Linked DNA regions of Mus musculus: region 2 is linked to region 1. A link is a contact called in public Micro-C data. All regions are on one chromosome and are shown on one strand. The core of a region is the stretch at or near the end of the contact, and the rest is flanking DNA. Distances in the headings are between cores, read along the strand shown.

Region 1 (4,322 bases), core at 503-3,002:
GTCAATTTTTTTTTTAGTGTGGCGGAAGCAATTTGCTCAAGCAAATGTTCATTTGGCGCCGGGAGGGCAGGCCGCACAGAGATACCGGGTTATTTCGTTTAGTTTGAAATATTTTTGAAAGAGGGACAAAATGGCAAGTAATACAGAGGCCCAAGGTGAATACACCTTGGGTCGCCAAGGCTCACTGGCCACATCATTTCTTCAAAGATCTCCAGCGCTGCCTCCTACCCCAGAGCCTGCAATCACCTTTCTAGTTGACCTCTCTGGGCCCCTAGCACTAAGAGATAGCTGAACAGGAATCCCACCGCACCTCCAGGGTAGATGCGGCCCAGGCCAGGCTAAGGCGGCAAGAAGACGCCAAAGGCACCACAGTAGAAGTGGCAGTTTCAGGATGCCGCCCAAGGTCAGGGGTACCTCCGAGGCGGTCACCCCTCTTCCTTTGCTCGCACAGGCGGGCCTTCTTTCTACCAAGTCTGCTAAGCACACCGAGTCCCACCAGAATTTGATGGCCAACCCAGCGCCCCAAACATTCTAGGGATTTTGGAAGGCCTAGCGTGCCAGGTCGCGTCGCATCGGCCGTCCTATATGAACCCGATGGAGAGCAAGGAACTAGGCCTCAGGTTGTAAAGCTCACGCACAGCCGACCGGGAGGGCGAGGCTCGGCGCAGACACTCTGAGCCCACGCAGCTCTGCTCCAGCAAAAGAAGGGGTTCTGGGAGTATGACTGGGACCGGCGGGGGGCTTGAAGCTACATCCCAGGACCCAAGGGTAGGAGATTCCGGGGAGAAAGGGAGGTAAAACTAAAGCAGCTCCCCCATCCCAACTCCTTTCCCCGCCTCAGCCCTGGGGGACCCTCAGCCTAGACTAAGGGGGTGGGGGGAGGTCAGCGAGCACATAAGGCGGAAAGGAAGGATTCAAAGAGCTTGGGCCGAAGGGCCACAGGCCTGCAGCCTCCGCGGCTAAGCCCGGCTGCGGTGTGAGTTTTCGAGTACTTTCGTCTAACTTAGCAGCCCAGTTCCGCAGCTTCGGAGGAGGCGGGGGAGGGGGCGGCCGGCTCCCGAGCGGCCTGGGGTCCCCAGGGCAGCCAAGGGGCGCCCGGCCTCTCACTCCAACCCCGCCCACCTGCCCCGGACAGAGGTAGCGGGGGTCGATTAGAGGACGGGGAGACGAGAGGGGCCACCATCGTCCCGGGGTGGCGCGCGGCCCGGCGACTCCCTCCTTACCTGCCCTCCGCAGTCGCGGCTTTTCACCATCTACCTCTCGCCTTCACCGAGACTCGCCGGCAGCCAACCTGCAAAACGGAGGCGCACAGGTATTACCCCGGAGACGGCGGGACCCTAGGCTTTCCTCTTCCCTCAACTTCCCTCTTCCCGTCTCCTGCATTTTTTCTAGGAGCTCTGTGCGTGTACCTCCAGGTTTCACTTTATTGCTCAAACACTTTGTTGCAAAGTCCCACATGCTTTTCCTCTCAAGACCTGGCCTCGCCCGGGACCCGGGGGGTGGGGTGGGTGAGTAGGGGGTGTTCGAGGGACAGAGTTAGGAGGTGGCTTGCGCTGGCAGCTGCACTCTCTCGGAGCAAGCCGGAGGCGGTAGGGACTGGAGAAATCCTGCATAGTCACTTGGCAAACTAAATAAATCAAGCAATTTACCTTGTCGGAGTGGCTTGTCTTGCTCGGTTGTTTAGGTGATTGGAAATGTAGCCTGATGAAGATTGATCACCTTTCTACTGCCCTCCCCGGGTATGTGAACGCGAGGCGAGTGCGTAACGGGGCTCGGCCTCCAATAGGGGGCCTAGAGCGGACTGAGTGACAGGGAGCTGGGCAATGGCGAGCCCGGGTTACCTCCGCGCGCCCCCGCCCTCCCTCGCCCCCACCTCCTCCCTCCCCGCGCGCCGGCCCCGCCCCGGTCGCGCGCTAACTCTGGGTCTAGGTTGGCAAATTCCGCTCAGAACGAGTTGAGGAGGGCGAAGGCTGCGCCGGAGTTGCTGGCACAGAGGGGGCCCCGGGTCCCAAGGCTCGCCCGAGGGCCCCCGCCCTCCCCTTGCCCGGGCCGCGCTCCGGAGGAGTGGCGTCAAGCTGCTGGATAACCGGTTCCTGCTCGCGCGCGCGCGCCGCCAGGCTCTGCCGCACTGTGGGAGCCAGGCTTCCCAGGCCGAGGACTCGGGGCGTGCTGGCCCCTGGCACTCCTTGATGCTCCCTGGGGCCCCAGCAACTCCTCCTCCGCTCCCCCACAACCAGCGGTCGCCGCCGGCGCGGGCTGCTGAGCGGAGCCGGGAGTGGGGGTGCAGCTCTCGGCGCGCAGGGCGCCCTGCGGCGACCCGGGACTCTTGCGCCCAGAAAGAGCACCGGCAGGGGAGGCGCCGCCAATTCCCAGCTGCACAGCGTTTCCAGGGGCTCCCAGGCAGTCTCACCAAAGGTGTTCGCAAGTCCTAAAAGCTTCTTCGGAACCGTTGGAACTCAAATCTCCTTACATTCTCTCTCTCTCTCTCTCTCTCTCTCTCTCTCTCTCTCTCTCTCTCTCTCTCTCTCTCATGGATTTGATAGAAAACTTTCTTTTTCACAATCTGTCAGTCTTTCCAGATCTCCACCTACAACGAACAGTCTGGTGGAAAATGTGGCTACACACCCCGATCCCTCTCACTTCATTTTCTACACCTTACTGGAGGAGCCTCCTCGAAACAATTTCCCCGGATTGTTCTTACTGGCAGACCCCAGTTTCCAGCCGAATAAACTTGCTGAGATCGTCTTCTTGTGTGTACTTTTCAAAGCGAGAGGGAAGAGTATTTTCGGCCCAACCCCGAACAAGGCAATATTTTTACATGGCATCTCCTACTGAATACTAGGGACCACACTTACACTCTTTCCTAGTTCTTTTTCCTCATCTTCTGCCGTTCTCACCCCAACAGGCGGGCGAAAAGTTTGAACCACAGTATGTGCGTGGGTGAGTTCGGCAGCCGCCGAGAGCAAGGTAGAGCGGAGCACCGCGATGCCCAGGCCGCGCGGTCCGCTGTGGTCGCTGACCGGGTGCGGGGCGACCAGAAGGAAGGGGGGAGCCCGCTGAGTGAAAAGGGCCGCGACTGCCGCTCATCAAAGTGCTTCTCCCCTCCCCCACGCGACACTTTTCTTTGGAGTCCGAATAAAATACGGTAACAGAATATGACGGAGGGCACACTGTTTCCTTAACTGCTTCTCAAAGGACCGAGAGATCTTCTTAGGACCTTTAATAAGGCTTTGGTCGGTTCTTTTGTTGGTCTCTCAAAATCAACTCCTTCTAATTGAAGTTGGAGCTGAAAGCGAGCTAATGTTCAAAGAAAGTGGCCGCCAGACTAACGAAATTACATTTTTTTTTTTGAACGATGAGGGAACATCTAATCAAAGGGGCAGGGAAGGAGGGGTGTGAGAGGGGACTACGGAGGAGAAAAGGAGGTTTTACAAGATCCTTCTCTGGTTCACAAAAGTCAGCGACACGGGCGCTTCTCTCCAGAACAAAGACACCGCGGCCCATTCACAAAAGCGAGAGAAAGAGAAAGCAGAATAAAAGAACGCGGGGAAAGGGGGGAAATGAGAGTGAGAGAGATAAACCTGCAGGCAGAAAAGAAACAGCGCAGAGCACAGCGCTGGCCGGAGTGAGCACACACCTTAGGCTCTCAGGTCCCTACCAGAAGTAGACCCCAAGGCAGACAGACGATCAGTCTCAGCCACCGGGACTTTCCTGAGTTTAAAGAAAGAAACGAAATATACTCCTGCCCCCTTTTCCAGGGAAAGGCGCAGGCTAGGGTGCACTAGTTTGGCGGGCACGAAAATGTTGACGTCCTGGGGAGTGAACTGAAGGCATCCCTGTCTGGGTCTCCAGGCTGTGAGCCTGGGTTGGCCCTCTGAGGCCCGGGGCGCCCGTCCTGGCTAGAAAACTCTGCTACTCTGGCCTCTTTGGGGCGGGTTCGTTGGCAGTCTTAGAACTTCGCCTGGGTCAGGCTTGAAGAAGTGGGGCGGCTGTACGCATAGGAATGTGCCGGCGAGGTCCCTAAGGCCCACTGCGAGGGAGTCGGTCGCTGTGGCTTCTTGATGCTGTCTCCCTTCATTTTCAGGGAAATGGGAGGAATCGAGTGGCAAGGACCCTACCGCCACCACCCCCCGCCCCGCCCCGCTGCGCCACGAGAGTATTTATCTAATCCCAAATTGGAGGCGAATTTTCTTAATGCTCATCCTGTAAAACCTTGGGATTAAGGAGAAAGAAGCAGCAGAGGGGGTGGGGGGAGGGGAGGAGAGAGAGAGAGAGAGAGAGAGAGAGAGAGAGAGAGAGAGAGAGAGAGAGAGAGAGAGAGA
Region 2 (4,162 bases), core at 97-2,596, about 11 Mb after region 1:
GGAGAGATGGCGAGAGGGATACAGGTCGGTGGGAAGAAAGGACAACAAATCTGTAAAAGAAGGGCGATGCATGGTCCAGGGGGCGCGGGTAGGAGCTAGCACAGGAGAGGGCGTGATGCTGGACTGCCGCGCAGGGCGGGGCAGGTGCAGGGCAGGTGCGTGGTGGGCCGGGCCGGGCCTCTCTCACCGCCACTTGGTCCTCCGATTTTGGAACCAGGTCTTGACCTGCGCGTCCGTCATTTTGAGGGACTTTGCGAGCGCCGCCCTCTCGGCCGAGGCCAGGTACTTTTGGCGATGGAAGCGCTTTTCCAGCTCACAGATCTGCACCCGGGAAAAGGACGTGCGCGGCTTCTTACGCTTGGGTGGCGTCCGGTTCTGGTAGGGGTGGCCAATGCGCCGGGTCACGGTGAAGGGCGTGAGCGCGGCCGCCGCTGCAGAGACACATGAGGCCCCTTGAAGCCCAGCCCTACCACCGTTCGGGCCACACGTGGAGCCCCGTGGGACACAGTGCTCCGCTATTTCGCTCGTCCCGCGAGTCCCCTCCGCAGCTTCAAGCCAGGCAGGGACGCCCCCCCCCCTTTCCCTGGGACGTTGGTTTCTTTCCCCCCTCCCCCGACCCATAACTCTCCGATTTACCTTCAACCTCCCCCCACCCATAGCCGCCCCGAGCTCTGGGTGCCGAGGCCTCCGCCACGCCTGGGCCTCTGGAATCGATCCTGGGAGTGGGGTGCACAGGGCGCGGCGCCCCTGGCCCCGGGAGAGCCGAGGCCTGGCTCCTGGTGGTTCGCTCTGCTCACCTGTGAAGCGGTCCTTTACAAAGCGGCGACTGCTCTCCATCCAGGGGAAATTGAGGCCGCCTAGGCTGGAGACCGTGGGCACCGAGGGCATAGCGGGCAGCGCGCTAGGCAGAGGCGGCGGCACGGCCCCAGGGAGCGGCCTGTGCGCTGGCACCCGGATCACGCCGGCGGGGGCCAAGCTTAGGTTGACACTGTAAGATCCCGCGTCCTCGAAGGGCGCGCCGAGGCCCGCAAAGGAGGCGGGCAGAGACGGGTACGCGGCGCCCGGACGGCCCCCGGGGGGCCCTCCCAGGTAGCTGGCGCCGTCGGGGCCCCGCGGGGCGGGCGCGCTGTCCTGGTCCGGGCTGTTGAGGATTTGGTCGATGCCGAAGCTGATGGGCTCGTGCGGGTGTGGGGTCTGCGCGCTGGCGGGCGCCTCCATCCTGGGCGGGCGGAAGGGCTGGGCTGGGCTGGGCGGGGAGGCTGCTGGGTCCCCGTTACGGCGCGGCCATGGAGCGCCCGGCGCCTCCAGTCGCACTGAAACTTTGCCAAGAGTGCGCGGGCCCGACAGGCTCTGTGTCATCTTTCTTGAACCGAACCTGGAGTTTCCGCTGCTAATTCCTCTCCCGCCGCAGCCATTGGCTGCGATCAACAAGCCTCTCTTCTCTCATTGGCTCCCGGCTTTCAATAAAGGCCTAATTCATGGAAATAGGAGCTTAGGGACTGTTCCAAGGTGACATCATTTTAACAAACGAACAATAGGTCAAATTTATTAGCCGGGATAATGGGCGGCGGATATTAGCGCCCGAACCGCAGCTTCTCAAACCCGAAATCTAACGAAGCTGCAATTAGCAGACGCTCCCCGCTCCGGGCTCGGCCGTTTCCCGCCGCCGCACCCGCCCGTAGGCGCTGCTGGGGAAATGGCCTTTTGCCGCGGGGGTTTTCGTTGTCTTCTAAATATTTTCATCTGCGTAAACCCCAAACAAAATGAATCTTCAGCCACAGCAGAGATGCAACCCAAGAACGGTCCTACGAAATCTGCGGAAGCCTATCGGGCCGTTCGCCCTCCTTCGGAGCAACGAAAGCGTAGCATTGTGGGGTGCAAGCTCGGCGCTGTCCACCCGTGGAACAAGGGGAGCACCGGAGCGTTCTCCACGCCACCTAGGACACCGACCCGCGTGGGGAGAATTTGTCCTCGCCCGGGCTTCCAACGAGGCGTCGCGGGCACTTTGGAGATGCTTCCTGGTCCCAGCCAGGAGGACTGAGCGGTGACTAGCAGGTGCCCACGCGTACGGGCCCGGTTGGACTAGGGACCCGAGGTCAACTGGTGGGGAACTGGGATTCAGCCCCTTGAAATTCGTTGCGGGATAGTTAGGGCCATGGTCGCTGGTTTGGGACCCCTCCGAGGTGCAGCAGGTTTGGGGACCTCAGTCGTTAGTGGCACATAAGGGGGCGGTTCCCATCTAGAGCAGATGGAGAAATTTCCTTTGGAAATTTGAGCAGCGAGCTCCTACCGGCTGCAGTTCAGTCCAGACGCTGACCACCCTAGGATCTGCTGTCGCCTTCGGGACTGTCCACACTAGCCCGGTAACACCGTGGCCAGCACCACATGGGGAGTGGTCACCTTTCTCTCGGTCTGGGTGAGACCCAGAGTCATTTCTTAGCGGCCGATTGTAAAGTCGTTGGCTGTAAACTCTGAGCGCTACACTCGCGGCAAGGCCTCTTCCTCTGGTTTCCTGACTATGAAAGCCCCAAGCCATGTCTGTGATGTTGGTCAGAAGTTGTGTGTAGGTTTGGGCGGGCCACTTTATAGCTCAGTAAGTTTGAAATTCATTTGAGACTTTAGGTTTTTATTTGTAAAATGGGGCAAAGCGTGCACTGTGTATTCGAGCACTGTGAGAGAGATATTGAGAGTGCTAAGAGCATAGAGCCCTACACTTAGTAGGTACAGCACATCGCTCGGCTCCCTTCCCACCCCCACACCCAGCATATGTTTATGGTAGGTGGTAAGTGTTCATTTTGTTGGTAGTTTTTTATTTGCAGAGGTATCTTGGACAGGTGGATTTCTTCCCCAGTGGGGTCAGAGCACAGGCAGGAGGCAGCAGGGGCTTGATTCCCTAGTCAGTCTCCTTGCTCTCAACAATCAGGATGACTCAGGCTCTAGTGGGCAGTTAGGTCACCTGCCAGTTGTGTGACATTGGGCAGCTTGCTGGCTCTGGCAGAACCACTGTGCTGGGTTGGGACAGGGAGGCCTGGAAATGTTGAGGTTGACAAGTGCAGGATGCCCTGGCCCTGGCCAAGGACCCTTAGATAGGAGAGATACCATTGTGCTGGCTCTGGGCGTGAGGGTCGAGGGTCGGGGAGGCTCTCTCTTCTAAAGCAGGCTGCTGCTGGAGCTCCCGCTTTTGGCTCCCACTGCCCCCCATCCAGTCTCCTTTGCTTTATTTGTAAAACAGAGAGGGTTCTAGCCACCCACTGGGCGGCCATGGGAGCAATAGCGCTTCCAGGGAGACAGGATCCCTGGAAGCGCCCATAAGAAATTTTGCACGGCTCCACACTCTGGATTATATAATAGCACCTTTAAGGACAGAGGTGACTCTCTTGTCCTTGAGAACTCTGTGTGGCGGGGTGGGCACTAAATACCCACTCACCCAGTGAGGACAGGGCTTTCACTGAGGAATTGATGGTCAGACTGGAGGGTGCTTCACATCTACTTTCCTGCCTGCCCAGAGCCTTGGGTTCCAGGCCTGGACACTTCCAGGAGCTGGAAAACCGCCGAACAGACTGTAGCACAAGGGTCCAATGGTATGAGATGACCAGGACATGGGGGGCATGGCCAGTAGTGCCTCTGGGGTATGTGTAGAAACATCTCATTTTACTGTGTTGAGCATCCTTGTGCCTCAGTTTGTGTGTACCAGAGAAACAGTACCAAGCTCACTGTCTGGAGCAGGTCCAGTGGGAAGCACTGGTCTGGGGCCCAGCACAGTGAGGACTTTCTCTGCCTCACCACTCAGAAGCTCCAGGTCCATTCTTTCTTGGACAAAGGAGGGTATTTAGGCAGCCCCCGGGAAAGGAGGAAGGGAAGCAAATTGGTAGATGGGGGTGTGGGGAGAGGTCATTGTCTAGGTCAGTGGAGCGGAGGGTGTCTTTGGATCAGCAAAGTCAGCAGCACTTGGCACTTGTTGTTTTTCTAAGGCCATTTCTTGGCATTCTCGATCCTGGGGTCGGGAACTCTGGGTGGGGTTGAGCAGCCGGCTAACAAGCCACCTAGTGAGTCTGGTGCCTTTCAAGTTTAGAAACCAGTGGGCAGACTCCTGTCTATGTCTTAGCTTTCAGATGTACTAGGAAATAAACACATGTGGATTGGTTGTTGGCGCTGACATTGC

Evidence for each region. Hi-C and Micro-C count contacts between places; a contact is called where the count stands out from the background.
Region 2: a contact with region 1 is called in a Micro-C map of embryonic stem cells, with 11 times the contacts expected there. The contact joins the promoter of Tlx3 here to the promoter of Otx1 in region 1. A contact is called at or near these places in 3 of 484 Hi-C or Micro-C datasets (embryonic stem cells and uterus).

What each region holds. Positions count from the first base shown.
Region 1 is chr11:21,999,899-22,004,220 of GRCm38.p6, forward strand. Otx1 (orthodenticle homeobox 1) reads right to left here and starts at 1,753. Exons shown (of 5, transcript NM_011023.3): 1 at 1,650-1,753; 2 at 1,224-1,291. It overlaps Gm32517 (a long non-coding RNA gene), which reads left to right. Exons shown (of 3, transcript XR_003949861.1): 3 at 536-686.
Region 2 is chr11:33,202,242-33,206,403 of GRCm38.p6, forward strand. It overlaps Tlx3 (T cell leukemia, homeobox 3), which reads right to left and starts at 1,347. Exons shown (of 3, transcript NM_019916.2): 1 at 798-1,347; 2 at 188-431. The coding sequence starts at 1,218.